3 separate regions of the Mus musculus genome follow, and regions 1 and 3 are each linked to region 2. The links are chromatin contacts, called in public Hi-C and Micro-C maps. All regions are on one chromosome and are shown on one strand. The core of a region is the stretch at or near the end of the contact, and the rest is flanking DNA. Distances in the headings are between cores, read along the strand shown. Region 1 has its middle 88 kb from the start of Aldh8a1. Region 2 overlaps Ahi1 (Abelson helper integration site 1). Region 3 has its middle 8.2 kb from the start of Gm33728.

Region 1 (2,700 bases), core at 118-2,617, 500 kb after region 2:
ATTTTTGGAAATCATCTACTTTGGAAATATTTATATTTCTTATATTTATATTTTAAGAGTAGCATCTATTAAATAGTTATTTCACTTAGAAATCAGACTCATTCTGTTTGGGGATGATATAATTACAATAGACAATGTGGATATGCAAATGTATTTTCAGCAGATAAGTAAGGACAAAACTGAATGACCATAGGGAGTTTCTGGCTTGAAATTAATTTATTCTCCTAAAAATATTTCTTGTTTTACTTAACTGTTCTTTATTAGAACACAATAGACCCAATGTAGACAAAGTCTCACCCCAATCCTGACAAACAACTCATCTTCAGGGGTCCTGTTTTTCTAGCTATTAAATGAAGGGACCATTTTGTGGAGGAAATAGTTCTAAATGGTTAGGGTGAGTAAAGTATTGTGTTTTCTGGAGTCTTGCATGCAGTTGTTTTGCCGTGGTACATAATTTGGTGGAATCTAATTGTATACTGAGGCCAAGTTCTTCTGAATAGCATCTCAGCATCTTCCTACTGTGGTTTTAAATTGCTTTTCTGTCTCATTTCCCTCCTGGCTTCCTCCTGGGCTCTTGCTTCTTTCTCAGTGTTGCTAAAATGTCTTCTCTTGGGGAGATAGAAACAATGTCTACCCTTCCCACAGAGGTCCAAAGGACAAAGGGAGGCATGGATCCACCAAATATTGACTCTGGGGCAATCTGTGAATTTATTAGGCTTACTGACAGAGCAATGGAGTTTGGAGACAGGATCATGTACAGCCTTAAAGCCACCACACTGGAATATCTGTATCCAACATGAATGGTAACTGCCCCTTTGGCTATAGGTGGGACCCCTCCCCAGTCCTTTCCAGTCTATAAACGCCAAGCTCTTCTTTGATGTCATGTGCAATTAGGGCAGACTAGCATACGCCTAATTGGAAGGAGTTGCTGGATACCCAGGTGATGGTCCTGTGACCCTCCCTGACCATCCTTCTATGAGGGACGGGGAAGAGTCAACAAGCCCAGCTGTGGAGATCCTTTGTAAGTTTATACAGGTGAACTTCATGAAGATGGTGGCAGATTGGCTCTGTGGATGCTCTCAGTGAACTCTTGACTCTGGGCTTCCTCCTCCCCATCACCCTGAGATGCTGCACATACTTAAAAAAAGAAAAATAACATCAACAACATATTTTGTTTTGTTTTCCTATCTCCAAAGTTAGGGTCCTGATGTGGGAACAGGTCTGGCCTCTCAAACACAGTGAAAGCAGCAAACACCTGAGAACAAGAAAGATGAGCTAACAAATAAACTTGACCAAGACACAGCTACATGCTTGTTTGCAGCACCGCCCCGGGCAATGTCCGGAATTGAAGCAAGATGCACACAGAGATCGATAGCAAAATGGACACGGCCCTTGAAGCAGATAGTTGCCGAGTCGACCCTGGAAAGTAGCATAAGAGGCTGGGAAACGTGTTAGGCAACGCGTTTTGGATGGCAACCCACTTGAGCTTTGGAGAGCCCGCGAAGATAAAACATTCTGAAATATTAGTTGTCTTGGGAAATTGGGGTACAGAAAAGAGAGCGCTTTTGTATCACAAGATGGCTTGGAAACGGATAGATCGCCACTAGGTGACGCTGTTTCTTCATCTGTGAATCTTTCTTGTCGCATCTCCAACCCCACTCCCGACAGCCTGCAGCTTGGGTCAGTGCTGTCTAAGGTCGCTGCTTGGGATCCATCTTTGCCCTGCCGTGGCTGGAGCAAGGCCAGAATGAAAGACACCTTAGTTTCCCTTGGATTCCTCCGTTGTAAAACACGGGGTCCTGCAATTGGTGATTCTGAAACACTTCTCCATTTACTTTTCTTATATGCATCTATAACTTTAAAATGCTAAGGCTGGGCACGTTCTGCCTTTTTATATAAGCAAACAAGCAGACACTTGCACACAAGTGCCACTCCTCAACCAAATCTCAGTTAGATAATTAGACTGAAAACACACTGGGCAAGGATCGGATGAACACTGGCACACCTGTATGCACTGGCATGTTCTTGAGCTTCCTACACAGTTCCCATGTAAGACCTCAGTTATGTGCTCAGCGAGGGTAGAGCTATGGAGAGTCTTAGAGGTTTCACAGACCGTTCACCAGAGGGAAAAGCTGTTCTGCAACCATACCTCTTTAGTTCTAGAACTTTCTTCTTGGCTCTGGGTCAGCTGGACCCTGGGCTTCCTTGTGTGAGTTATGGAATTTCACACAGGAGTTCTGCTTGCTTAAACCTCTTGTGATCACTGATGGACACGGACACCTAGCTCCGGTGTGAGCTGTTTCCTGCCTTCATCTCTAGCAGAGATCCAAGAAGGGTGGCTTGCTCCAGATGTTTTCCATCCTGTGGTTGTTATGCCAAGGCAAGAATACAGCAGTGGGGCCAATCATGTTGCTGCGTACATTTCTGGGCCAGCGTTCCTTGTCTCTTCTTGATGCTAGTCATTAATGGAGCCTGGATCTGTTCAGTGCAGACAGGCTGTTTTCCCTTGGCCAGCTGGAAGGTTGATTGTCTGCTCTGTCTTACAGGATTTGTAAGAACCAGATGCCCCTTGTAAACAAGATTGCCCACCCGTAGCCTACCATGAAAATGCCACCTCAATAGGAGGAGAGACTTGGAGAAATCTAAAGAAATTTGGCAACATGAATCTGGGATGGGGTAGAGAAAATTTGAAAGCACAGA
Region 2 (2,700 bases), core at 56-2,555:
CTCTGCAACATTTCCTCTTCACCCATTAAGTAGGGACAAAAAGCTCATCTGAACTGCTCAGATTTTAAACTTTTTCCTAAGAATCTCCATCAATCTGCTTATCTTGGTTTTTGTTTAATTGGCTTTTTCAATAGACCTTTCAAAGAAGGTAGACTAAAATATTGAAAAATGAAGTGGACAGTTAGAATTAACTTATCTTAGAATGATTTCGAGTCTTAAAGACTGTAAAACATATTATTTTATCCATGAAAACTATGAATGTAGTCTTGGAGCTCCAGCTACTGCGGAGGCTGAGGCAGGGTAGCCACAAGCACAAGACCTGCTTGAGCTCCAGAGTTGAGTCTGGGTAGGCTACCTTCCAGTGGAAAGGAGGAGGGCAACGCTAGGGACGCATCTGTAGTAGCAGACACTTGCGGAGCATATGGAAGACCGCAGGAGATGACTGACAAGTGGGAAGCACGCCTGTGCTCAGTGATGTGTATATTACTCCTTCCCAGGATTAGCTCAGACAAGTGTGTGCTGTCCTCATTGTTTCTGCAGCGCGCCTCCTGGTACCACAGTGTAAGTACTTGCACAGTCTGCAGTCACTTATGCGGAAAAGAGTGCTTGTAGGCAATGTTGGTAAAGCCACTTGTCAAAGAAGCCCAGAGTGCCTAACCCCTAGGCTCATCTGCCTTTTTCTTCAGAAACCTAACAAATCTCACCCTTTCAGAAAAGCTAATAATTTACACAAATTCTTACTTTAAGCTTCTGGGAGCCAATGGGAATGCAAACATCAACTCAAAACTTCGCCTGCAGCTCTACTACCCACCGACTAAGCCTCGATCCCAGCTAAATGTCGTCGAGGTTTTTGAATGGTGGTCCAAGTGTCCAAGAAATCGTTATCCATCAACATTGTATGTAACCGTACGAGGATTGAAAGTCCCGGACTGTGTAAGTTAATAGTGTCTATAAATGTATCTCCTCAGTTGAAATTAAGGATGGCATAATGTATTTTCCATGTTTAAAAATCTCAGTTCTCAGAATTATTTTAACAGATTTTTTGGTTACACATTAAGTTTATAACAGTTGATAGTTAGATGAACTTTAAGTTTTAAAGTAGACTTCATTGTTTAAAAAACCTCTTTTGGCAAACTTTCATATTTTGTAGTTAAAAATAAAAAGATGAAAAGTTGGTCCTGGGAAACCTTTTATTATAAAGGGCAAGAAATACAGTGTAGGCCTTGAGCCAGACTCTGCAGGCTACAGCTACTCCCCCTCAGGTGAGAGAGCAGCCATAGAAACAGTAAGACAGAAGGCCTTCATGTGTGCAGGATATCTTTATCTGTAACAGTAATGGAGCAGATGTCGCACATGGGCTGTCCTTGCAGACCTCTGGGTTGCATTCTTCACACTGGAGTCATTCAGATAAGCAGCAGTAGATCGCATCTGTACTGCTGCTGCCTTCCGATAAACATTACGAATGATCTCATCATGAAGGATCCGAAGATGAAGCTTTTGTCTTTTTAATATTAACCTTTCAGGTGAGCTTCACATTCCACAGCTGCTGTCATGTGCTGTGAGCACAGAGCTGATTTCCATTCGTCTAAATGGAGTTAAATAAAATATATCAGGGGATAGATTGGTCTTTTTTTTGTTTTGGTTTTGGTTTTGGTTTTGGTTTTTCCGAGACAGGGTTTCTCTGTGTAGCCCTGACTGTCCTGGAGTTCACTCTGTAGACCAGGCTGGCCTCGAACTCAGAAATCCACCTGCCTCTGCCTCTGCCTTACTGGGATTAAAGGCATGAGATAGATTGTTCTTTAATCTCAGATTTTTTTATATTAGTTTTGTGATTGTATCTAAGCCAGCAATATCATGTTCTATCAGAGCCATAGCATAGAACTAGGCAGGTATTTGTGAAGAGGTAGACACAGGGGACAGCTATCAAAAACACTTTGTGCATCCGGGTGTGGCTACAAGCCTGTTACCCTAGCACGTGGGAAGTGGATTAGAGAACACAAAGCCCACTTCATACACAGCAAGGTCGAGGCAGCCTGAGCTACCTGTGACACTCTCTCAAAACTAGAACAAATAATGTAATAACAGTAAGAAGTATAGCCATTTTTACTATTGGAGTCTACTATTTTTTTTTCCAAACTTTTAAAGCTTTGTGATTATAGAAGCATAGTTCAAATAGCTTTTATTTACTTAAAGTATTATACAAATGAAAACAAAATCTGGCTGTATTTTGAAAAGTTTCCATACCATTTTTCAGTATTTTCATTATATTTTGTTTTGTCCAAGACAGGGTTTCACTGTGTAGTCTAGCTGTCCTGTAACTCATTCTGTAGGCCAAATCACGCTGTCCTAAAACTCTCAGAGATGCCCCTGCCTCCTGCAACTGAGTGCTGGGATTAAAGGTGTGTGCCACCACACCAGGCTCTGTCACAGTACTGTAAAAACAATAAGAAGGAGAATCAGCTGTGACAAGCCTCGTGACCTCCACTTGACCCCATGACAGGAGTGAGCCAGTTCCCACAAGTGTGCCATGGCTTGTGTGTGTTTGTGCACATGTTTAATTTAACAATTGAACATGACGTTCATTTTCTCGTTTTCCACACATATTTAGATAAAGCCATCTTACCGCTCTATGATGGCTCTCCAGGAGGAAAGGGGTACACCAGTGTACTGTGAACGTCACCGTGAAACAAGTTCCGTGGA
Region 3 (2,753 bases), core at 135-2,634, 290 kb after region 2:
GCACTTGACACCACTTGTGTGCATCTGAGGCATGATTAGACGATTAATGTTCGTTAGTATCAATAAAACTTCTAAAGATTCTAACTACAAGGAGTATCCATAAAGCAGTATTTAATTTAATTTAAGATAAAAGGTTTTAAGTGAAATTTATGGATAGAATCTGGTGACCCAATTTCTCTTCTGTTTTAGACACCTCATTTTTTTTTAAGTAGCAAAACATAAGTTGAATTGTTGATTTTTCATAGTTCCACACTCAAGAGGTGAATGACCCTAAAGGGATTCGGTGAACATCATTAAATTACTTTCAATATTTGTGATTTGTGTTTTCCACATGTGACACAGCTTGCAATGCCTAGTTGAATCATCATATAGTTTAAACAAACCATTTTTTCTATCAGGGGTATATATTATTGTATTATTAGTGAGTACATACAGATGTTTCAGAATCACACTCAAGAGTTTATATTATAATCAGAAACTATCAATAGCTAGTTAATGAACAACCTGATGATATCAAAATGTAACCTCTAGGTTACAGATCAGTATTAAAACGCCTGCTTTACATGCACAGGATAAAGCCCCAGGTTCAATCCCTAGTAAAACAACAACAACAACAACAACAAAACACACACACACACACACACACACACACACACACACGCACACCAATGAGGGAAGGATCTAGTATTTGTGGAAGAACATGTCTTCTAAACTATGTCTCTAACCCTGACACACTGGCTTTATCTCACTGGGTGGGAACTGTCACTATGTGCAACAAACTTTCATCATCGTGTGGTGACAATTTCTGTATCTCTGTGATAGCAGGGATAGTCTATTGTACAGCTGGTGACCCATCTTGACTTATGAGACTTTGAACTCTGTAACAATCCATGTGGAAATGGTGCCTTCACCCTGTTTAGAGTTGTCTTTTCTTAAGCTAGCAATTAAAAATTAGGGGTAACTTTTTTTCTCTTCATTCTTTCTGGGTTGGTACTTAGTGGCATATATCTCTGTTTTGAGCTCCTGGGCATTGGGAAGGAGACAGAGAGACAGAGGCTAAGGAAGAGAAAGAGGAGAGGGGAAGGGAGAAGAAAGAGGACTGGAGAGAAGAGAAGTAAGGGGTTGGAGAGAAGAGAAGGAGAGAAGGCAGAGCGGGAGAGGAAGAAAGGACCCTGACAGACCAGGAAGAAAACACTATAATAGTGGCTGTAATCACTGATGAACATGGGTTTTATTGGCCATCTCATAAGCACAGTAAACACGTTTTGTTTTGTTTTGTTTTGTTTTGTTTTGTTTTAAGCTATTTCTGAGTCCCCGCAGTAAGTACAGTCCAAGATGAAGCTGAGCTCATGGCACATGTGCCCAACCAGGTAGGCAGCACTTCTGCCTTAGGTCTGAGTTCCAGTTCCCTTGGGCTCCGGGGACCTGTAGCAGCTAGGCAGGGCCTCTGCTCTGAGACTGAGCCCCAGCTTTGCTAGGCTTTGAGGTTCTGACCAGCTCAGCTTTTGGGTGGTGGTTTCCTGTTGCAGGACATTTGATCACATTGTGAACCCTGGATTGTGAACTGGAAAAAAATGTGTTTCTTGTTGTGGTGTGTCTCAGCCCTAGCATACACCTATAGCCCAAGAGCTTTCTGTAAAGAAGAGCTAAATAAAGTTAACTATAGGTTAAGAGGCAGAGCAAGCAACGGTTGACAGAGAGTGAACATAAGAAAATCCAGGATAGAGGGAGGAGTGTCTTTGAGTTGGAGGGTATTTAAGATAGCATGGAAAAGAAGGAGAGGGAACATTTTCCTTTCGGGATGCTGGTGGAGTAGGAAGGTCAGCTGGGTGTTTTCTCTGCTTCTCTGAGCTAGCAGGCTTTTATCACAGTATCTGGCTCCTATATCTTCATTTTGGTGAATTGAATGTTTGGGATTTTGTTTTTAAAATAACAGTTTCTGGGACTACTCTCCTCTGTGTGGCTTCCATGTTCTATTTTGATTTTTTGAAACTTCTTGACTATCTGACGAGTTTCTTATTTACTGTATTAATAGTTTTCAATGATGGACCCCTTTGTTTCCTGGGTGAGCTCTCATGGTGCCAATGTGGAGCCATAATTAAATTGGCTCCAGGAAGGCATGGAAAGGTAGAAAAAATTTCCTGTCTGCAAGGCGAGAATTTGGTGGACATAGAAAATAAACAAGAGCTTGATGGGGGCTTTGTTTGCCTTCAAACTCAGTGCCTAGGAGGAAGAAACAGACAGATCTCTGTGAGTTTATATAGTGAATCCCAGGCCAACCAGAGGTATGTAGTGTGACCCTGTTAAAGAAAGAAGGAAAGAAGAAAGGAAGGAAGGAAGGAAGGAAGGAAGGAAGGAAGGAAGGAAGGAAGGAAGGAAGGAATAAATGGTGGGTGGGTTACGTTCTTAGATTTCTTAACAAACCTATGCTTGCTCTGCCTCCTCCTTTTACTCGTTCCTGTGTTCGTGGTGGGACAATGAATTTGAAAGCTATTGGTTCAGGGTGACTTTGGTGACCAGCTCCCCAGGTTGAGTCCAGTAAGAGCTGAGAGAGACCCTGTTCACACTCCAAGAACACACATCACTAGAAACCAAAATAAAGTCAAGTTTAATCTTTAAATTGTCATGATTTTTGTCTCCTGATATACTAAAGGAAAAAAAGGAAAGGTAATTCTATTTCTATATCTTAATCAAATACAAGTTTGAAATGAAAAATAAATATAAATTGATGGACAATTACATATTAAGGGTAA

The links. A called contact is a pair of places that touch in the nucleus more often than the background predicts.
Region 1: a Hi-C map of the G1E-ER4 cell line shows a contact between it and region 2, with 2.6 times the contacts expected there. The contact joins two enhancer-like sites. A contact is called at or near these places in 2 of 15 datasets of contacts at CTCF or cohesin (large pre-B cells and pro-B cells) and 2 of 484 Hi-C or Micro-C datasets (B cells and the G1E-ER4 cell line).
Region 3: a contact with region 2 is called in a Micro-C map of the G1E-ER4 cell line. The contact joins two enhancer-like sites. A contact is called at or near these places in 1 of 15 datasets of contacts at CTCF or cohesin (stem cell-derived epiblast-like cells), 5 of 484 Hi-C or Micro-C datasets (the G1E-ER4 cell line and embryonic stem cells), 1 of 115 datasets of contacts at active chromatin or transcription factors (large pre-B cells) and 1 of 9 other capture datasets (embryonic stem cells).

The regions. Positions count from the first base shown.
Region 1 is chr10:21,463,919-21,466,618 of GRCm38.p6, forward strand. No RefSeq gene overlaps it. Among named protein-coding and RNA genes, the nearest start is that of Aldh8a1, 88 kb to the left of the region's middle. Within about 2 kb of position 1,368, at least 41 of the 459 cell types and tissues checked have an H3K27ac peak or open chromatin away from gene starts, as enhancers often do. A contact at or near this core is called in the G1E-ER4 cell line, where this site is marked.
Region 2 is chr10:20,968,241-20,970,940 of GRCm38.p6, forward strand. It overlaps Ahi1 (Abelson helper integration site 1), which reads left to right. Exons shown (of 24, transcript NM_026203.3): 7 at 748-933; 8 at 2,609-2,700. Among named protein-coding and RNA genes, the nearest start is that of Ahi1, 17 kb to the left of the region's middle. Within about 2 kb of position 1,306, at least 11 of the 459 cell types and tissues checked have an H3K27ac peak or open chromatin away from gene starts, as enhancers often do. A contact at or near this core is called in the G1E-ER4 cell line, where this site is marked.
Region 3 is chr10:21,259,042-21,261,794 of GRCm38.p6, forward strand. No RefSeq gene overlaps it. Among named protein-coding and RNA genes, the nearest start is that of Gm33728, 8.2 kb to the left of the region's middle. Within about 2 kb of position 1,385, at least 14 of the 459 cell types and tissues checked have an H3K27ac peak or open chromatin away from gene starts, as enhancers often do. A contact at or near this core is called in the G1E-ER4 cell line, where this site is marked.